Regions from separate parts of the Capra hircus genome. Here region 1 is linked to region 2. The links are chromatin contacts, called in public Hi-C maps. All regions are on one chromosome and are shown on one strand. The core of a region is the stretch at or near the end of the contact, and the rest is flanking DNA. Distances in the headings are between cores, read along the strand shown.

Evidence for each region. Hi-C and Micro-C count contacts between places; a contact is called where the count stands out from the background.
Region 1: a contact with region 2 is called in a Hi-C map of blood, with 4 times the contacts expected there. The contact joins the promoter of BLCAP here to the promoter of GHRH in region 2. A contact is called at or near these places in 3 of 5 Hi-C or Micro-C datasets (blood and liver).

The regions. Positions count from the first base shown.
Region 1 is chr13:66,029,409-66,035,746 of ARS1.2, forward strand. BLCAP (bladder cancer-associated protein) reads right to left here and starts at 2,036. Exons shown (of 2, transcript XM_018057845.1): 1 at 1,898-2,036. LOC106502791 (a long non-coding RNA gene) reads right to left here. Exons shown (of 3, transcript XR_001919067.1): 2 at 4,234-4,978; 3 at 4,132-4,146. It overlaps LOC108637423 (a long non-coding RNA gene), which reads left to right and starts at 4,768. Exons shown (of 2, transcript XR_001919068.1): 1 at 4,768-4,856.
Region 2 is chr13:65,776,683-65,782,205 of ARS1.2, forward strand. It overlaps GHRH (somatoliberin), which reads right to left and starts at 2,127. Exons shown (of 5, transcript XM_005688533.3): 1 at 1,685-2,127.

The DNA of each region.
Region 1 (6,338 bases), core at 786-3,285, 250 kb after region 2:
GAGACCAAGGATAGAGCAGATGAGTTATGAAGGAACTGGAATGGCTGAGTGGGACTCCCAACAGCAGGCAAGGCTCTTAGGACAAATGCCCCCAGAGGATGTTAGTCTCTTAGCCTAACCAGCTTCGGTTAGGTACTTTAGGTACCCTGACCGTTGAGAGTTGTGGGGTGCTATGTGACACCATTACCTCTCCCTGTGGAATATTTGGATTTCGATGGAAGGACAGGTTTCTTGAGCTTCAGCTGCAGGACAGCAACAGCTTATTACGTGTGGGTTGGAGGTGGGAGCAGGTGTGCCGTAAGCCATTTGCTAGACAACTATTTTCAAACTTGTACCTACTCAGGAGCCAGCACCCTAAAGTGAGATTCTAAATTTGCAGTTAGTTTCACCCCCAGAGATTTAAACGTGCACACACATACAAAACATTAATCTCACAACAGTCTCTTTTTCCCTGGTGACCTCTGATTTCCTCTATCAGCCCCAGAGACATGCCACCATCTTCTCTGGTTATGATCCTGCTCAACCTCCCCTCTCCCTTTCTCCCTCCCACAGGGCCCATTCCCCAGCAGGATCCAGATTACAGAGCATTCCCAGAACAGGAAGTCAGAGAGGCAAGCCACACATGGTCCTTGGTATATCACACAGTGACAGGCTTGAAATGGAATGCATATGCTTCGAAGATAAGAGAACAACAACAGAAAAACACAACCAAACCCAGACTTCAAGATTCCTCTTTGAAACAACAGATTACAGACAAAAGGGTAAACTGTTATTGGCAGCAATTCTAACAAGACCTGTTTTAGTTATGGAAGTGATCTGGTCACTGGAAACCGACCAGGGCTCGGCAATCTTTCAACAGCTTTGCTTGACATTAATTAGTCTCTGATTTCAAACAAATAAATAAACAAGATCTAACACTTGGCATTAGCACTTAAGCTGGAACTTTTTTGAGGGGTGGGGGGAGTTTCTGGCTTTGGTGCCGCCGTCCAGAAGGCTGAGGGGATGGTGGTACCATGTCAGGCAAGGCAAAGAGAAGCCGTCCCCAAGACACCAGTTCCCTGTAAGGGATAAAACACGATCCATACCTATAAACAGAAAGACCATTTCTTTCCTAGGATAGACCCCAGTGTGCCCCAACATTTAGCGTTGCAAAGGGACATGCAGGCCTGGAAGGAAATTAAAGAAGCTGTGGAAGGGGGAAGGAAAAATCAACTGTCCTCCATCCCCCATTCTTTCCAGGCCATTAGTGTGCCAGGCATTTCATTCCTTCAGCTGCCATTGAGGGCCACTCCCCATATATATTGTAGGAAAGGGAACGGGTGTCTAGACTTGGTGTAAAGAACCACCCGCGCCCCAAAGCAGAGCGTCAACCTATCACCCCAGAAAGCACGGCGGGGACCCGGGGAGGGAGACCCTTTTCTCCCCCCTCTCCTCTATGCCCCTTCTGATTTAAAAAAAAAAGAGGAAGAAAAAGCAACTGAAGTGGCGGGGACAGAGTGACAGATCTCTCACAAGCTGGGCCCCCTGCCACGGGTCCCGGGGGCTGAAGACACGGTGGTAGCACCCCCAGCCCCGCGCTCCCCGGTTCTGCCTGCCCCTTCCCGGGAGCTGACAAGCGAGCGCTGACCTTGGAGGCCAGAACGAGAACCCAGGAGGCTGGGGATCCGCCCTCGGGCCAGGAAGGTAGTAGCCCCCTCCCCCGCCCCCACAAGGCCCGGCCCGGAGGCCAAACAGCGCGATCACGTGACACCGGACAGGGGCGGCCCCCAGGGTGCGCGGAAGGAAAACCCCAGAGAGGGGCCGGACGACGCCTTAAGGTGACCCCGAAGGGACAACATGGCGGCGCGGTCGCATGAGGGCCTCTCATCCCGCCCCCCGGAGGCCGACGCCACGGTACCTGCGAGACCCGCCATGGCGCCGCCGCCACTGCTGTCGCCTTCGCTGCCGCGACCCTCTTCCACCTCAGCTCGCCACCGACGCCGCAGGAAGCCGGGGAGCCGCCCCCTTCGTCTTCTAGTCGAGCCGGTCGAGGACCCCTCCTGGAATCGGGCTGCCTACAGCAGACGCCTGATCCAGCGACCTAAATTCTGGGGGCTCGCCCTGGCCTCATACGCTCCTAACATTTGCATAGATGACCATTTGAAGATTTTTATTAGTGTGTGCTGAAATCTGCGGGCTCTGGACTCTTCAAATCCGAAGAGTTTTTGATCAGGCGCGTCCTGAACAGCCCCGAGTCACAGCTCCCTTGGTCCCCTCATGCATATGCAGTAGATTGTGATCTTTACACTCGGGGAGCGGAGTGGGTGTAGCCTAGTCTCCGTAGGTGAGCACTTCCACTCTTGGGGATGACCCGTGTTCTGCGGGGAAACCCTTAAGTCGGCCTCCTCCCCGGCCCCTTTACCAAGGCCAGCGGTCAGGAGCGGAAATATTCCGGCTCAGAATTTACGATTTGACTTGAGTCAGGACCTAACTTCCCCTTGTGCTGTACTTTGCTACTTGCCTTGACTCTTCGGTTCCCCAAGTTTGATTGGATACCTACATAACAGGGTTGTTATAGGAATTAAATGACTCAGTGTATCCATCTATTAGCTGATTAAACACATTCCTTGAGCACTTAACTGTGTAAGTGCAGTGCTGAAGGCAAGAGGATAGAATGGAGAGTGACATAGACGCTGTTTTAACTCAAAACGCTGCCCCGCTAGTGGGGGGAAAAGTGGGAGAAGGTGGGAAACTGGTCATCAAATTACTTACGTGTGGAATCTAAGCTATGACACAAATGAACAAATCTACGAAGCCGACGCGCAGACATAGAGAACAGACTTGTGGTTGTGGGGAGGAGGATGGATTTGGAATCTGGGATTAGCAGATGCAACATATAGTATGGATAAATAAGATCTGTATAGCGCAGGGAACTGTATTCACTATTCTATGATAAACCATAATGAAAAGGAATATGAAAAGAACTGTATATATATGTGTATAACTGAGTCACTTTGCTGTACAGCATAAATTACCACAACATTGTAAATCAACTATATGTCAAAATTTTAAAACATCAAAACGATCACTTAATACTTTTAATCAAATCAACACATAATTATGGATGATGGGAAGTGCTGGGGGGGCGGAATGAAGAGTGTTATGAAAAATTAATGGAGTCTTAATGTGGGGTGAGGGCTTCCCAGGTGGCTCAGTGGTAAAGAATCTGCCTGCCGATGCAGAAGATGCAAGAGATGCGATCCCTGGGTCAGGAAGATCCCTGAGAGGGAGAAGGAAATGGCAACCAGCTCAGGTACTCCTGCTTGGAAAATCCCATGGACTGAGGAGCCTGGTGGGCTGCAGTCCATGGGGTTGCAATTGGACACAAGGAGCAACTGAACAACAACAAATGTAGGGTGAAGAGTGAGGGTGGACTCTCCTTGGGAAGCTGACATTTAGGCTAAAAAACCAAGGATAGTTAAGAGTTGTTTGGGGCAGGACTGAGAGGGGAAATGTTCTAGGCAGAAAGAACCACTTGTCCCAGATGTTGTGGAGGAGGGAAGGAGCCAGTGAGGGTGAGGAATGAGCAAGTAGGGCAGATAGTGCTGCCTAATGAATTCGGATTTTATCTTGAGAGTAAGGAGAACTGTTTGCATCACAGGAATCATACCAGGTCTGGGTTTCTGAAAGGCTTCATGGCTCAGAAAATACTTTCCAGTGGGTGTGGGGAGACCAGGTAGAAGGCTGCTGAAGGTTTCCAGATGCCAACCTATGACCCTGGCAAGGTCGTTGCTTGGGGAGGTGGAGATGCAAAGAATCTCAGATGGGATGTGGGTGGTTGTTGAGGCATCAGTGATGATACCTCCATCTTTGCCTCGGGTATGCAGGAATGAAAGAGTCCTTGACTAAGGCAGTAAAGCCTGCAGAAGGCTCAGATTGAGGGGAAAGATCAAGTTTGGCTAAGAAGGCAAATTTGAAAAGCCTGGGCAATGACTGGATTGAGAAGGTCAGTTCAACTTCAGTTCAGTATCAGTCGATCAGTCGTGTCCGACTCTTTGTGACCCCATGAATCGCAGCACGCCAGGCATCCCTGTCCATCACCAACTCCCAGGGTTCACTCAAACTCACATCCATCGAGTTGGTGATGCCATCCAGCCATCTCATCCTCTGCTGCCATGAAATTAAAAGACGATTACTCCTTGGAAGGAAAGTTATGACCAACCTAGATAGCATATTGAAAAGCAGAGACATTACTTTGCCAACAAAGGTCCGTCTATGGTCAAGGCTATGGTTTTTCCAGTGGTCATGTATGGATGTGAGAAGGTCAACAGGCTGTTGTATATGAGACTGGGGCTCCGAAGAGAGGTCTGGGCTGGAGACATATTTTGGTAGCATCGACACACAGCATACACGTCATGGTTCTGGATGAGAGCCTAGAAAACAAAGGTAGATTTAAAAGTAGGCAGAGGAGGAGGAGACAAGAAAGGAGGCTGAGAAGCAGTGGCCTGTGGGGGTATGAGGAGGACCAGGTGAGCATGGGATTCCAGAGAGAAGGTTTAAGGGTGGAGGGAATGTTTAGTGGTGCTGTCTGCTGTGGAGGAAGGAAATGGCACCGTTCAGTTTGGTTACCAGGGGGACTTATGGACTGTATCCAAACAGAAGACCCTAATTCACTTGGCTTAAAAAAATAAGTACCCCGCCACTCAGTGGTAGATTAATTGAATGGCTTGGCCATGTCCTCACGGATATTCCATCTCTCAGGTCCATTCCAGGTCTGCCCCGCTGTCCTCATGTTGGTTTCATACTCACGGTCATAAAATGGCCACCCCAGATCCTGGAGTCCCATCCACATCAAGGAGATGACCATTCCCCCGGAGGTAAGACTCAAACTAGATGTGACTTCTGTCTTGCTGCCTCTGGACTGAGGGATCTATGTACTCAGGCCAGGCGCACCCAATATCCAACACTGGAGGAAAAGAGGAGTCTCACAGTGGAAACTCTGGTTTAGAAAAGAGAAAGGCTAAGCATTGGCAAGGGTGTGGAGCAACCAAAATTCTTGCCCACTGCCTGTGAGAGAGGAAATCGGTACAATCACTTCAGAATACTGGCAGTTTCTGCTGAATGTAAGCAGACACCTATGCTATGACCTAGAATTTCCACTCCTTGCTTTTCATTCCAAGACAAATGAGTGCTTATTACAAAGAGACTTGTGCAAGGATTTAGAAAAATATTTATTTGGTTGTTCCAGCTCTTAGTTGCGGCACGCGGAAATCTGTTTTGCATCACTCGGGACCCTTCCTTGCAGTGCAGGAACTCTGGCGGTACTTGGGCTTCAGTAGTTGCTCTGTGGCACATGGGACTCTTAATTCCACCACCAGGGATGGAGCCCAAATCCTCTGCATTGCAAGGCAGATTCTTAACCACTGTACTGCCAGGAAAGTCTCTTGTGCAAGGGTTTTCATAGCAGATTTATTCATAGCTTAAAGTGGACATAATCCAGTGTTCATAAACAGAAGAATGGATAAACAAATTATGGTGTGTCCATCCAATGAAATACTATGTTTATATATAAAAAAGCACAAATTGTTGGGAGTCCCCTGGTGCCCTAGTGATTAGGAATCTGGGCTTTTACTGCTGTGGCCTGGGTTCAGTCCCTGATGGGGGAACTGAAATCCTACAAACCGAGTGGCATGGCATAAGAAAAAAAAGAATGAGTTGCTGACTCGTGACCGTATAGATTATAGTCATGGAGAGTATGTGGATTGAAAGACTCCAGATGCAAAACAATACATTATGTATGATTCCATTCACAGGAAGTTCCAGGGCAGGCAAAACTGACCTACAGTTCTAAAAATCAGAATAGTAGTCACCTGGGTCAGAGGAGGGCATAGAGATGGGAGAGGTGCAGGAGGGAATTTTCTGGGGTGCTGGCAAAAGGTCCATATCTCAGTCTGGATGGTGATGATGTGGGCAAAAATTCAGCAAGCTATATCTTAAGATTAGAGGATTTTACGTACTTTATGTATGTTATATCCCAAGAAAAAGAAAAGATATTCAGAAGGAGGAGGAGGTCCTGCCATCCATGGTGTGCAACGTGTGTGTGCAGCTGAGCAAGAATCAGAACGTGCATTTTTGGAGGAACGTCACCCTCCAGCGACCCTCTGGGCATTGACAAGGTCCCAGGGGCAAACCTTCTCCCCCTCAGGGCCCAGAAAACAGGTGAAGGTGAGGCAGGGCCTCTAATTCGTAAGGAACTGACTTCTCTTCCCTTTTCGCACAGGACAGCTGCACCCATCCCCCTCCCGCCCAGCTCCGTTCCAGGTAGCAGAAATGACACCAGAGCTGACCTGAGGGACCTG
Region 2 (5,523 bases), core at 877-3,376:
GGGGTTTGGGGAGCTGAAAATAACCTGAGATTGGCAGATTTGGGAGTCAAGTCGCAGTAAAGCCAGTTACCCCAGGTCGTTCAGAGTGAGGCTGGGCAACCTCATAATCTGGTCAACCAAGAAGCACAACATTTGCCCAAAACCACATACCCCAGGGATGGGTCAAAACACCATTGTAACCTCCGACCGGTGAGAAGCTAATCCACAGGGTTACAAAGTCCCACTGGACAAAGAGGGAAAATAACAAGAATCATCCAGTTTCTGGTATGATGAGGGTAGAGATTGTGCCGCTAGGAATAAAACAGTGGTTGTGGCAGACAGCTTCCACAGGGCCAGTCTAAGAGACTAGAATTCACTGAATTAAATCAAGCATGAGTCCAAGAACACCATCAACACCTCTTGGATGACTCTGAAGGCATTTTAGGATTTATCAGCTGTCATTATGTTATCCAGTTAGCTCTCCACCATGTTTACAAACTAATTCCGTGATTAGATATATTTGAGGTCGTCTGGACTCAGGATAAATGGGCACTTAATCTACATTAGTTGGCACATTTTGCCAGACTTCATAGCAGGAATGCTACAAGAATTCTGCAGACAAACAGAGGTAAGGTCTCAAGTACCAAACCAGCAAGGCCACTTTTGAACTTCTGGAAAAAAACACAATCTTTTACCTCTTTTAAATCTTCTGCTATGTAATTTAAGAACCCTAAAGTGCTGACGTCCTGATTCACTTTATAAACTGTTTCACCGCTAGTGTTCCAAGTCAAAGGAGATCTAAGTTATTCATGAAGAAGCATCTTGAATGGTCATTCAAAAGAAAGACACCTCACCTTCTTCCAGAAAGGGTTTGAGGCGGCTTGTGATAAAAGATACAAATAATTTAGGATCATTGAAGTGGGGGTTGAGAGACAAATGTGGGGATAATGGAGTACTCCAAGGGCAGATAATCGTGTCTAAAACCTAAAGTAAGGAGCGCAGCTACAATTGCGCAAGAAAGCAAAATGTTATCAATTTCCAGGCAATTACGTTGAATCAGTTCTGAGTGATCAGTGCGAGGTACTGATTTGCACAGCCACTTGGTTCCTTTCTGAAGAAAGAAAGTGTCAGTCCCTCAGTCATGCCCAACTCTGTACAACCCCATGGACTGTAGCCCTCCAGGCTCCTCAGTCCATGGGGTTTTTCAGGTAAGAATACTGTAGTGGGTAGCCATTCCCTTCTCCAGGAGATCTTCCTGATCCAGGGATCAAATCTGGGTCTCCCACATTGCAGGCAGATTCTTCACCATCTGAGCCACCAGGGAAGCTGTGGTCCATGGCAGAATCTCATGCTTGACAGGAGAATCTTGCCAGGTGATGCATTTGTCCTGGAAGCCCACTTGGCATACCCTTGAAAAAGCACGGAGACCTCATCTGCTCCTGACAGCCCACCTGGCACCTGTCTGCTGCCATTACCCCATGCACTGAGGGTCACACATTTAAGACAACCTCAAAGTGGTACTCACTGTACAAAGCATATTCCCAAGCCCCTAACAAGGGGCCTCAGATGTACTCACCAGTCCAGGGGCAGAGAGGATGGCAGTGGGCCTCTTGGACGTGGGGTCTCTGAGTTGGTGAGAAGCTCAATGTTCTCACCCTCATCCAGCCCAGCCCCCAGGGCCGCCCCCCGCTCCCCGCCCGCTCACCTCCGAGGTGGCAGGTCTCCCTCTGCGCTGAGAGGTCGCTCCAGCTCCACGGGCCTCGGCGTCTGCTCCAGCGGCTGCGTGGTGCTCCCACCAATTATACCTTCATTTGCCTGGGCGTTGTTAACGTCAGAGGGTCAATTACTCACAAGTCCGCCAAAGGATCATTTTTAGCATCACACTGACAAACCCTAATATGGGAGAGAGGTTTTGCCCCTTGCAAGCGAAGATTCATATCGAACTTTATCTTGGAGAGAAAGGACAGAGCGAGAAGTTACATTATTCCCAGAGGAAGCGTCTAATACTGCTCATCTAATGACTGGAGTACTCCTAACAGTGCAACAGCCAAGGGTTAATTTACTCTCTAAGATTAAATGAGCCTTTTAAAAAGTTCACATAATCTTGTTTTGTCTGTGTGCAACTTTATTTCACTTGAGGACGGTCAACTTTACGGATGAAAGTGTTTTTTTCTCCCCTTAGTGAGGAGAGTTGTTTGCCATTTCCCTTGTCGCCCAATTATCAAAATGTTCCTCTATTTGGCCTAACCTCTTGTGGTCATAGGCAGGTGTAGGCAGCTGGCCTGGGGAGCATCGTTGTCTTGTGTCGAGGCGGCCAAAGTCAATAACTACCTCAGAGGGGTATGGAGTGAGAGGCAAGAAATGAGAAGTCTTGGGAGAATTGTACTTCCGGATTTCTCTAGCCTAAAGCTAAAAAATCCTCAAGAATGGCATGAACGCATGGGAGGCAGAAGCGGTGCTCTCCCACATGGCTGTTGTCGAGCAGTGGAAATAGCTCTGAGCTAAGCGTCCAGACGCCTGCTGCCCTCCTGTGTCCGTCCATCACTGCCTTGGTGACCCTCTGCAGGTTACTGGTGCCCTCCAGGCCTCACTTTCTATACCATCAATTTCCTACTCCCATCCACAGCGAAACAGCCAAGGACAGTAGTTTTCAAGCTTTTAAAAGAATTTGAAACCTAGATCTTTCTTTGGAAATCTAGGGAAGTGCAGTATCTAAATCAGACTTTAAAAAAATAAATAAATAAATAAAATAAAATAAATCAGACTTTTTCAAGCAGGGCTGGTCTGGTTGAAGAGCAGGGAGTGGAGACTGCCTTTTAGGATACACTTCTGCAGTTCACAGTTAGAATCTGTCATTTCTTTCTTAATTAGTTAGTTGGCTACGTCTGGCCTTAATTGCGTCATGTGGGATCTTTCATTGCAGCACACAGACTCTCTAGTTGTGGCATGCAGGGTTAGATGCTCAGTGGCATATGGGATTCTAGTTCTCCGACCAGGGATCGAACCCACGTCCCCTGCATTGCAAGGCGATTCTCAACCACTGGACCACCAGGGAAGTGCCAGAGCCAGTGGTTTCTGAAGGAACCTCTTAGCAGTGATACTTTATGATCCTGCTGCTTAGCTTGCACTGAACCAAGTTCTTGGCACAGCGCAAACATGGGATGTTCCCCAGAGAAGCAGGGACTGAGGGACAGTTCTCCTTGCAGGCCTGGACACAAAGTGGTCAGGTCAGGCCAGATCCCCAGGGATTAAGGATGGACTGATGGGTCACAGCAGCAGGTGGCAGATGGAGGAGCTGGGAGCTCCTGGAGCAATGGGAGCTCATACAGTCAGGAGGTTATCTCCGCAAACATGAGGTGGGTACCATGGAGAGCTGGGCACCCTGAATGGTCACCAGACCAGTGTGCAGATACAGGACGCACAGAGTCGGCTGAAGAAACCACAGGGATCGAAGTCAACCTCGGCAGAAGCTCAGTGACAGGGGTTGTGCTAAGGACTTTGTGCCTGATCTCAGTTTCCTCAACTGTAAAATGGGAATGATGAGGCTCAACTCGTGAGGTTGTGGGGTGAGGATTACATGTGATAGTGGATAAGATACAGGCCTGGAATAGAATAAGTCTCATCTCTTACCACTACTATTTTTATTGCTGTTATAAACAAGGAAACAGGCACAGAGAGGATGCCCACTTTCCAGCAGTCACACAGCAGGGTGGTGGCAGAGCCAGGACTCAAATATTTCTGACTTGCAAATTCATTGATCCATGACAAGCTAATATTCCATAGTCCACAAATTCTTCATTTAAGAGATCTTTGATTTATGTATATATTGACAGACCCTTGGACTGCAAGGAGATCAAACCAGTCAATCCTAAAGGAAATCAGTCCTGAATATTTACTGGAAAGACTGATGCTGAAACTCCAATACTTTGGCCACCTGATATGAAGAACTGACTCATTGGAAAAGACCCTGATGCTGCTGCTGCTAAGTTGCTTCAGTCATGTCTGACTCTGTGCGACCCCATAAATGGCAGCCCACCAGGCTCCCCTGTCCCTGGGATTCTCCAGGCAAGAACACTGGAGTGGGTTGCCATTTCCTTCTCCAATGCATGAAAGTGAAAGGGAAGTCGTTCAGTCGTGCCCGACTCTTAGCGACCCCATGGACTGCAGCCCACCTGGCTCTTCTGTCATGGGATTTTCCAGGCAAGAGTACTGGAGTGGGGTGCCATCACCTTCTCCCACCCTGATGCTGGGAAAGATTGAAACTAGGAGGAGAAAGGGATGGTAGAGGATAGGATGGTTGGATGGCATCACTGACTTGATAGACATGAGTCTGAGCAAGCTCTAGGAGTTGGTGATGGACAGGGAAGCCTGGTATGCTGCAGTCAGTGCGGGTAACAAAGAGTCGGACATGACTGAGTGACTAAACTGATTTCTTTATTCGGCTGCTCTGGGTCTTAGTTGTGGCATGTGGGATCTAGTTCCCTGACCAGGGATCGAATCCAGGACCCCGCATTGGGAATGTGGAGTCTTAGCCTCTGGACCATCAGGGAAGTCCCCATAGTCCACCAATTCTTGTTCTCCTACCTTTTTTTTTAAAGAGCTTTAACTGCTCTGTTGAAGTACCACACAAGTCACTTGTTTGCAGTCTCCAGTTCAATGTTTTCATAAGTTTATTCAGTTGCGCCACCATCACCTCAGGCAAGTAGACCTAGAGATGGACACACCACTAGATGTTCCAAGAATTGAGAAAAGGGAGAAGTCACAGTAAAGCTGGGAGAGCACCGGGCAGGAGCAGAGAGAAGCCTAAAACGGGAGCAGGTGTTTGGCGCACAAATGGATTTGGATTTGAAAATCAGTTCTGCCACTTGTAGGCTGTGTGATCCAGGTCTAGGTGTTTAATCACTCTGAGCCTTAGGTATCGAGGCCATACAAAGGGTGTGATGACCTCTGCCTTTCCAGGTTGTTATGAGCATCAGCAATATGTTTATAAAGTGGCTGGTACTCTTGGTCAGTGTTAGCCGTTACTGCAGTTCTTATGAATAGAGCTGAGCTCTGAAAAGCTGGGTGCCATCCTGGGTGATGAGCTTAATTTGCTGTAAATTTTCAAACCCATCAAGGAAGAGGATGGAGGGAGGAAGCCAGCATGAGCTTTGAGAGTGAGAGTTCAGCCCCCTCCACCAGTTCTGGCTGCCAGCCGCCTCGGAGAGGGGTGGGAACAGCCCGCTGGCCACCCTGCTCTCTTCCCAGGACGGGTTTTCACCCAGCGTTAATTAGCGATCATGCCTGTGTGTAAGGGCTGGGGGCTTGAGCTGTGGAAAGAAAGCGCCCCAGAGAAAGGCTGGCTTTAAAAGGCTCCAAAAGGCTAGGGCAGTGAGGCTCCACCGAGATACAAGCCGTGCATTTGTGTTGCAAATTTCCAGTGTGTTGGAGCCAGCCATTCAAAGAGGGTGATGCTGGAGGCCGGGGCGTTGGGGTGGAGGACAGAGGAAGTCGACAAAGGGGGGCCTGTCCGAGGGCCTCAGACCCTGCTTTGTAAAAACTGCT